Regions from separate parts of the Urocitellus parryii genome. Here region 1 is linked to region 2. The links are chromatin contacts, called in public Hi-C maps. All regions are on one chromosome and are shown on one strand. Each heading gives the region's core, a stretch centred on a gene start, on an enhancer-like site or on the middle of the called end of the contact. The rest is flanking DNA. Distances are from core to core; before and after follow the strand shown.

Region 1 (4,820 bases), core at 709-3,208, 850 kb after region 2:
GATAAATATGTGAAAAGACTGCCTACCTCCTAGTACAAAGGCAGAAACATCTCCAACATTCTATGAAGTACCCTTCTCCCCTGGAAGAAGAAAAAAAAAAAACTGTATCACTAAATTTCTAGAAAGGTCAAGGTTTTCAGGAAAAGAAAAATTCATGTGTAAAATGATTACCAAGAAACATACTTCATAGGCAGAGTGTTGGGGTGGAGAGAGAACCCTCAATCTGTTTGGCAATTAATCCTATGGGAACTAAACCTCAAAGTACAAAACTTGGGAAATTTTCCTTAGTACTGTAACAAAAACATCATTTTTATATGGAGAAAACAGACTCAGGAGCCTGAAAATTTTCCTTATTCAATGGATAAAAATCCTCCATAAAGGATATTTGTACTCAGGTGACTAAAAAGTTATGTACAGGTATCCATTACTTAAGTAATGGAAATTTATGTGCTGTTCCTTGCCTAGGTCTTGATGAGCCCCAGGGAGGCCTTTAGGATGGAAACCTGATCTGGGAATAGGTATTTGAGCTCAGTTAATTCTAGAGGCCTTCCCAGATCATCTCCAGACGCCAAATGGTATATCAGAGTGTAGTTCATCATCATGCTCAGGATTTTCTTTAGTGGTTTTTATGGTATATGAAGGTGTAAAATCTACCATAGAAGAATGGTCTAAGGGGGAAGGAGATGACAAGTGACAGCCACGTGGCCTTCTACTTGGAAGAAAAGTGGATGCTGATCCATAATGGGGTGGAGGGGAATGGGAAAAAAAATGGAGGAACTGTGATTGGCAAAGGGGAGAGAGGGACGGGGAGGGGACATGGGAGCAGGGGGTATGGGAGCAGGAAAGATGGTGGAATGAGATGGACATCATTACCCGAAGTACAGGTATGACTGCACATATGGTAGGACTCTACGTGGCATACAACCAGAGAAATGAAAAGTTGTGCTGCATTTGTGTAAAATGAATCAAAATGCATTCTTCTGTCATATATACCTAAGTAAGACAAATTAATTAATTTTTTTTTAAAAAAGGAGTAGAACGAGCGACGGTAGGTACATAGGGGTTCCATAGGGGTCCAAGTAGCCTTCCCACAGCTTCCAGGATTCACTTCACTTGGAATCCTCAATGCACCTGTGCTTGGAAGAGACCCGTCGAGAGTCGCCCTCCCGCAGCGACCACTGGATCCTCTCCTAGGGCGCCCCGGATCACGCAGCACCAACGGACAGGGAATATACGTGTACGTCTCTGTACCTAAAATGCAGCGGGGCCCCGCTTGTACTCCACAGTGCAATCACCAAAAGACATTTTCTCCTGGCACCCGTGTGCGTCAGTTAGCATATTCGGAAATTCTTCAGAAACCAACCCCTGGAGAAGTACGTAGACTCTCCTAGGAGGCACAGCTTGCTCAGGCCTGGGTGAACAAGGGAAACCTCGGAGGTCACTCTGAATAGCTCCCCATACTCCTGGCCTGCTTCTGTCAATCCGCGCGTTAAATAATGGTGGAGCAAAAAGGCACAGTTTTAAAAACATGACATCCAACCCGGCGGAGAGCGCGCGCCTATAGTCTCAGCTACACAGGAGACTGAGGCAGGAGGATCGCGGGAGCCTAAGAATTCAAGACCAGTCTGGCAATACAGCGAGACCCCATCTTAAAAAAAAAAAAAAAAAAAAGAACAGAAAAAAAATAACTCATGCAAGAAACCGCGACAGTGCAGAGGGACAGCCTCACCGGTCAACGTTAGGGGTGGGCGTGAAGCCGCCCACCCGGTGCGCAGGCGCACACCGCCTCCCGCCCGCCCGCCACGCCCTCTTCCATCCATTCACGCCACTAACTCCGCCCACCTCCCCGGCCCAGGCTGCCTATCCTCCACTCCTTCCAGGCCCGGCTAGCATCAGCCTGCGCTGCGCCTCCCGGCCAGGGGCGTCGCTGTGCCAGCTTCTGCGCCCCACACGCCGCTTGCGCTCGGGCGGGGACAGAAGGCGGGGCGGCACGGTGAGGGGCGGTGTCGCCGCGGTATAGGGGCGGTGGCGGCGACGGAGCGGTGGTCCCTGCGCGATGGCCGCTTCGGTTTTGTGCTGCCTGCGGTGCTGCAGAGACGGCGGGACGGGCCACATCCCTCTGAAGGAGATGCCGGCTGTGCAGCTGGACACGCAGCACATGGGTAAGGGCCCTCGCTTTCCCATACCCAACGGCCCCAGGCTGGGGGCGGCGGGCGGGAGGCAAGGCGGGGGTCGGAGAGACCACGCGTCGCCCAGCCTTCCGACCCCGCCTCGCCCGGCTTCGCTGCCGCGGCACCCTCTCTCTAGTCTCGCGGAGTTCGCCTGTCGCTGGCCGCCTCCATCGGGCCGGGCTGTGTTCAAGGCTGCGCAGCCTTCCCTGGCTGGCGTCGGGAGTGGGTGTGTTGACCTGCTCCTTGAGTTGCCTCCTGCTGAGGTGTCAGGTGTCCCCTGGCGAGGGGAACGGAGGCGCCCTCACAGCGTTCGCGTGTGGCGCGCCTCTCAGGACTCGCACACTTTCGGAATGCATTAGGGTCTTCTGCCCTGACAATCGGTTGTTTCACTTTAGCCCCATCACGTATAGGATGAAGCTTGGGGTTTTTTGGAAGCAATTCCACCCTCACCTCCCAAAGTCAAAACAAGGCAGATTGCAGAAGCCTGAAGTCGCACCTCAGGTCAGAACATGCTATTTCGACTAAAAGCTCCCGTTGCTAGATTCTCCCTTAGTCACTGTTGGAAGCACTGTAATTTTATCTAACTGGCGTCATCCAAAAAGGTTAGGCTATTGCAAAATAAATCAGCACTTTGCTCCATCGCTTCAGTGTTTTTTCCCCCCGCCAGTAAGTTCTCATCTAACATTTTTCCTCTCCCCTACGTAGCCTCTTTTACCACCTACTACTCCGTATAGTCTAGAATATATGGTTCAAGCAAGAGAGATTTCCCAATATGATGATTTTAGTTAGGATACTAAAATCAACGCTGCCCAGCCCCCCCTTTAAGCTACAATAATATGAATTTTTAGTCTAAATATACTTCTGCCCTTTCAATTTTTCCTATGTCTCATGTGTAAAGTACATTGTACAACAAAGACAAATAATGAAGACAGTTCTTAATATGTATAACACAACTCTATTGCTCAGATTCTTTATAATTCTGGAACCGTTTTCCATTATATTTCGATAGCACATACTACATGTGATAATTGTTTACTACCTTGTATGATGGTATTTACAGAGCTTTCAGTTCTTAGATCTTTCACATGTAGTGCAGAACCTCATTATATAAATAAATATCTGTTATTTATCAATGTATTTATAGACAGTGGATATTCAGATCCTGTCTGAAAACATTTCCATTTCACTTATTGATTTACTGAAGTGATGTTTATTTTATGACAAGTGGCAGTCATTGTTTTAACTGTTGGGGATACATTAAAGGGCAACCATATATTGCTTCTGGAACTTAAAGCAGCCTTAGCGCTTCTTCCTTTCTCTAGTGTCAGACTTTTGAATCTCAGCAATGTACTCTAGAACATTCCTTTTTTTCTGGCCTATGTCTTATGTAGGAGAAACAGGTTATACTCATTCCACTGTTTGCCTTCCCCAACGCTGCTCAGCCCTTTTAAGCTACAAATATAGTAGAGTGATCCCATCATCAGATTTTCTATGTGTATGGAAGTTTTTTCTTTACCTGTCTTTAGTAAATTCAAGTTCTCTAATCCCAAAGAAGCCTGATTGGAGAACTTGAAAAAAATGAGAGTTTCAAGCACATGTTGATCTTCATTTGAAAATATGAGCCAATATGCATGTATTTGTATATGTTATATAGATAACCTAAAGAATGTGATGGCTAACCACCCCCCGCAAGTGGGGTCACATTTTGTTGCCCAGGCTGATCTGGGCTCAAGTGATCCTCCCACCTCAGCCTCCCACATGCCACTCACTGCCTGGCTTTGATTTTTTTTTTTTAAATAGTCTATTACATATCATATCTAAATGATACCTCCTTTAGAGTAGTCACTTATTTTGATGATGTTCCTCTTTTGGAATTTCTGTGGCACAGTTTTTGTGAATGTCTTCTTTGATGCCTTATTTGCTGCTTTTAATCATGATTGACTTTAGAAATCAATGTCTCCCATGGCTACTACTTGTAAGGGAATGTTACATGCTTGGTAAATTTCTAATGTTTCTAAAACATACTCTGTGGCAGTATTTCTTTGATATTCTGGACTTGACTTTCCAAAACTACACATATCACATAGATCCAAATACAGAATATCTCTTTACTTAGTAAGGAGAAATGGAATAAGCTTAAAATGATTCCCCAGTGATTCACAAATAGCCCAGAATGTTCTCTGAACATACTCATTTTTCTGTATAAAACATCTCAGTGCCTAACAGAATGCTGTGGAGATAAAAATTATTTTTTAAATATGTATTTTTCTTATTTGTAGGTGGACACAGTACTTTTATTTCATTTTTATGTGGTGCTGGGGATTGAACCCAGTGCCTCACACATGCCAGGCAAGTGATCTACCACTGAACCACAGCCCCAGCCCAGAAAAAAATAATATTGAAATAAGAGAATACCGTGTTTAGAGTTGTTTCTGTGATTTCAACCCTGAGAGCAGACTATATTATTTTATTTAGTTTTGTTTTGGTACCAGGGATTGAACCCAAGGGCACTAAATCACTGAACTGCTTTTATTTTTTTATTTTTATTTTATTTTTTTTATTTTGAGATAGGAATCTTGCTAAGTTGATAGAGCCTCCCTTAGTTGCTGAGGCTGGTTTCAAAGCTAGGATCTTCTGCCTTAATCTCCC
Region 2 (5,370 bases), core at 1,210-3,709:
GCTATCAAACTGTTTGTACCCTCAGAGCCTGAAGGTGGCACTAAAGGCCAGCTGGAAGAAGGAAGGGAGGGAGCTCAAGTTTTAAGTGCTCCAGAAACCAGGCCTTCCTCTTCTCCTCCCACCTGACCACACAGCATCATCAGTTCCCTAAGGGTTGTTCAGCTTCCCCAGTGCTGAGGAACTGAGACAAAATTCTTCACCACCCGTCAGTAGATATTTTAAATCAGTAGATATTTTAAATTTTCAACCTTCAGGAATACGTTCAATATTTAATTATGGGGGGGGTGTCCAATATAATGAAGGCACAAATACACTTTAAGAATGAAAATGTCAATACTCAGTAAACAGACAACAAAATAAGAAATTCGAATTATTATCAGCAATTGCATGTCATACTAATAACAATGCACTTGATTCTGAAAGATTAGAGTTCTTATCCTAAACATCTAATTGTACTGATGTGACAAAAGTGAAATGAAAGTAGGATTTTTTTCTTTCTTTTTTTAAATGAAAAGCATGTATATACATCTAACCCTTTGCTAGACTCAGTCAAAATCCTGAATATTGCAGCAGTAACTTTGATGCTCTGCTGGTGGGAGTGCAGATCGGTACAACCACTTTGGAAAACCATTTGGCAGTGCCTACTAAAGCCAAATAAATATGCAAGAACCTAGATCCAGCCATTCCACTCCAAAGTATATACCCTAGAGAAATGAGTCTCCATGTCCACACCAAGGGCCTCACAAGTATAGTCTTAGAAGTACAACTTATACAAGTTACAAACTGGAAACAATCCAAACGTCATCCTCAGTAAAGGAGACAAATAGCATGGGTATTTATATCATGAACCAGAAGCAGCAATGAAAAAAACCAACCAACTAACCAAAAAACTAATGCACTGGTACCCACAACACAGGCACATCTGATAGATACAATGGTGAGTGAAAGAAGCCAAAAACTGAAGGGAAGCTAGTATCCAAATAGGCAAAACTAATCTCTGGTGAGAGAGGTCAACAGAGACAACTGTGGATATCTAGTGGAGGCACCTAGAGAAGTTCTACTTCTTGACTTGGGGCACAACAGATGAAAAGTTAGGTGAATTACAGTTAAAATCCCTATATTTTACTGCATGTACATTATAACTATTTACAAAGGGGTGGGAGAATTAAGCATATATGCAAAATATATTGACTTACTGCCATGTAACTGTGTCATATCAGTGTATATTTACATGTGTATAGTTACATGTGTATAGTTACATGACTTACTGCCATGTAACTGTGTCATATCAGTGTATATTTACTGCAAAAATACAATGCATTTGCTAGTCTAAATCTCGACATTAAATATAATGAACAGGGGACTTTCCTTCTTTCCAAAGTTATACTATCATACGTATGTGGCATTTGTATGCAGCATTTACTCTGCCGCTTAAAGGGTCCCTCTTCCTGTGGCACCGACTATCCACCCTTCCATCCCTCCTCCACCCACTTCCCTGCATACCCTGGATGTCTTGTCACCGTGCACAGAGAGGAGGACTAAGGGCCTGGCTCTGGGGCTACTGTGGTCATTATCCTGCAGAGCTATGACCATCCTTGGCCTAACCATCACCCCCAACCAGCTTCCCTCTTGCTCGGCCATGCCAGGCCAGATCGAGGTAAGAGGCCCAGTAAAAACAGCAGTATCTGAGGCCACTCCGGGCCACCGGATCCCTGTCTCCGATGCACTAGGATGAGGATGCTACTCCAGTTGCTGAACTGGGGTCACGTGCAGGAACCTCCAGGGTACCGCAGGCACAGAGACTTGGAACCCACTGGCCCTCTGCAGGCGGGGTCGGCTCCCGCCAGCTCACTCGATCCAGGAGGATCAGAGCGGGTCCCTGGTCACTCCCACGTTTGAAAACCGCGGCTGGCTATAACACGTGACCAAGACGCGGTGCGGGGTGTCACGGAGAACTCCTTCCGGCCCCCTGGGCAGGGTTGGGAGCCGCGGGAGTTGGCGCGCGGAGTTTGCGCAGAGCGGACCGTCGTTCCGCAGTCGGAGCGCGTCCCCGCGTCCTCCCCGCCCGCTGCCGCGCCGGGCGGCCTCATTTACCTGGAACCAGGAATACGTGCTGCCGGGCGCGAGCCCCGTCCCCGCAGTCCACGCGCGTGGCCATGGCGCCCGCCTCCTCCGGGACGCGCGCGCGGCCACAAACCCGTAGCCACAGGCCCCAGCCCCCGCGCCCCGCCGGAAATGGCGGGAGGAGGGTCGACTCCGGGTGGCGCGGCGCGCTAAGGGACTGGCCGAGCCCAGGAGACGACCCACGGGTAGAATTCGGTTTCGTTTCCGGGACCAAACTGCGCTCGCTCGCGCTTCGTTTTTAAATTTAGCGCCAGGCCGAGGCGCCCGGATCAGCGGCGCGAGGCCGGGGAAGAGACGCTCGCCTCTCCCCTGCGCTTCTCCACCAGTGGTAGGTGCTCGCCGCGCCCCCCAGGGACAAGTGACGCGGCGGAGAGGGCGGCGACCCGGGGACGCAGTGGCGGCGGGCGGAGTCGCACAGCCCGACTGTCAGGGCGCTCTTGCGAGGTGGTGCAGCTGCCACGGTCCCTGCAGTGATGGGCCTGGAGGACAAAAGACGCCCACCGCACTGTGGGGACCGGGAGACTCCTAGAGCAACAGCTCTAAGGACAACAGTTGACACATCCGAATCTTATTGTAACCCAGAGGACTTGGCCTCTAAGTCTTGGTTGAACGTGTCTTGACATCAGTTAGGTCTGCTTTGGAATTAAAGTCAGAATGTTGTGTGCGTGGTGGTTTATAATGCACCCCCACAGCCCTCAAATCGGGCTTGCACTCATCACTTTAAAAAAAAAAAAAGTGCCATGCACAAGACCCTGGATTCAATCCCCAGCACCACAAAAAAAAAAAAAAGTTTGGGGCGCAAAATATGATTTTTTTTTATTTTAAAAAACTCTTTGTAATGAGTTAAAAATGACTTTTTATGAAAAAATTATGTTTAAGAAGTCGTGACCATGAAATGGGGGTTAAACTTTTAATTGAAAAATTAGTACCCGACACAGGGTTTTTAGAAAGCAGTAAATATTTCTGTGCCCCACTTATAGATCTCCAACATTTCCTTGTTTTTCCAGAATTTTCTCTTGCCAATACAAGTTCACGTTTATTTTTTGCACAAATGGGAGAATAATATGCATAACTCTTATGTATTTTGCTTTTCTTGTTTAATCCTGAAGATACTTGGATTCTGCACCACTTAGATCTAACTAAGTCATTTGAAAATATTTTTAACTTTAAGCTTGTTTCTCACAGGCTGACAAACGCATCTCAAATGGACTTGCAGGACACCAGTCCAAAGGAACAGCATCCTAATGCAGATTCTGGAACAGACAGCAGATTAGTACTGCTGTGACCTTCCCTGACACTGTAGTATAAACCCAAATCCCCATGGTGATTACTAAAACAGCTAAGGGAGAAATGCTACCCATGTTTCCCTCACTCCACCATGTGTAGCTGGTTTCATTTTTCTCTCATCCTTTCCAGCTGTTGGCTGTTTGAGTATGTATTTTTATGTGGTTGTTTTCACAGTATAAAGACAATTTCGTCTGCTTTTCTCACTTAACATTGTCATAAAAAGGCATTGTATCCAGCACTGTCATTGTTAATGGAGGCATGTGATCTCACACTACTAATCTAAAGTTAGCCATTCTCTAGTGTACAATATTAAGATTATCTCAAACTTACTATAAATAATGTTTCAATATGGACTATGCAGTAGTTTGAAAAAATTATGTTTAAGAAATTGTGATCATGAAATGGGGGTTAAACTTTTAATTGAAAAATTAGTACCGGGCACAAACTAGATGCACCTATACAGTATGAATGCTTTATAGCAAAGGGGAAAAAAATAGATGCAGGAAATTATTTATAGCAAAGTACTATGTAGGTAAATTTAAAACATACATAAAACCAGTACTATATGTTTTACAAGGATACATGCATATTTAAGGTCATGTGTAAAACATAAAAATGGGTATCTTTAAAGTGGAGGTAAATGAGACAAGAAAAGAAGGGCAGAAGAAATCAAATAAAAGAAGGCCCAGGCTCACATGGGCCACATTCATGTGGTATAAGAGTATAGTGAACTCTCTGCACCTTCTCTAAACAATTTCTTTTGTCTCTTGTTATGATTTGAATACACCCCCCCCCAAAAAAAAATGTGTTGGAAACTTACTTCCCAATGTTAAAGTGTTGGGAAGTGGGACTGATGGAAGTGTTTAGATCATGAGGGCTTAAAGGCCCTCACCAGATGCTGAGCCCCTATTTTGTACTTCGAGCTTCCTGAATCCAGAGCCAAATAAGTTTTTGTTCATTATGAATTACTCAGTCTTGGGTATTCTTTTATAGCAGCACAAAACAGACTTAAGAAAGTGCCCCCCCTCACTTAATACATATCAAGTACCTTCTTGAAAGGGAGACCAGTAGTAGTGTGTGTACTGACTCTAGGTCCCTGTCATCCTCAAGGTAAAGTTCAAGGTACTAAGCTTTGAACACAACCCTTAAGATCTGGTCCTTGCTGGACTCTGCAGCCACAATCCCACATACCTCAGTCCTCTTCACATTCTGCCACAAAGAACTGCCTATGTTTCTGCCTTCTGTCCCACCCAGCACTTGACATTGTGTTCCCAATGCTGAGGGCCCCAGCTCTCCACTAACCTCTTGGCTAGTTCTCCCTTACCTATACATTACCACTGGAATGGCTTTAACTTATCCATCAAGTGTCACTTAGGTAATGCCTTTTCCATATCCCCTCTCCCCTCCTGCTAACAATGACCCCAAGAATAAGTGAGAAGTCTTGGTCTTCCTGTTGATTTCATGAGGTAGTAAGAGCCCCTTACTTCCTTGAAGGAAAGAGAGCATCTAGTAACTCACCACTTTATCTTCCAAAAATTTACAGTGGTTCTCTTTGAATACTCATTGCCAAGCCCTGCACTAATCTCTGACTGTTTCAACTCTCGAAACAGCCCTAAGGTCAAGTATTCCTGTGGTCACCCACATTGTACAAAGGACACAGTTCAGAGAAATGGATAATTATGATAGGACACCTAAAAAGTACCTGAGTTGGGCTGGGGATGTGGCTCAAGAGGTAATGCGCTCGCCTGGAATGCATGGGGCGCTGGATTCGATCCTCAGCACCACATAAAAATAAAATAAAGATGTTGTGTTCACTGAAAACTAAACAATAAATATTAAAAAAATTCCCTCTCTTAAAAAAAAAAAAGTACCTGAGCTAAGACTGGACCTTTAACCTTCCTTCCTCCCTCTCTGTTGTCCCAATGTCTATGGACACATATGTGGTGGGCAAATATTATT

The links. A called contact is a pair of places that touch in the nucleus more often than the background predicts.
Region 1: a Hi-C map of muscle shows a contact between it and region 2, with 6 times the contacts expected there. The contact joins the promoter of Spryd7 here to the promoter of Rnaseh2b in region 2. A contact is called at or near these places in 2 of 2 Hi-C or Micro-C datasets (liver and muscle).

What each region holds. Positions count from the first base shown.
Region 1 is chr2:37,811,435-37,816,254 of mUroPar1.hap1, forward strand. It overlaps Spryd7 (SPRY domain containing 7), which reads left to right and starts at 1,959. Exons shown (of 4, transcript XM_077792476.1): 1 at 1,959-2,162. The coding sequence starts at 2,057.
Region 2 is chr2:36,958,140-36,963,509 of mUroPar1.hap1, forward strand. It overlaps Rnaseh2b (ribonuclease H2 subunit B), which reads right to left and starts at 2,460. Exons shown (of 9, transcript XM_077792463.1): 1 at 2,095-2,460. The coding sequence starts at 2,158.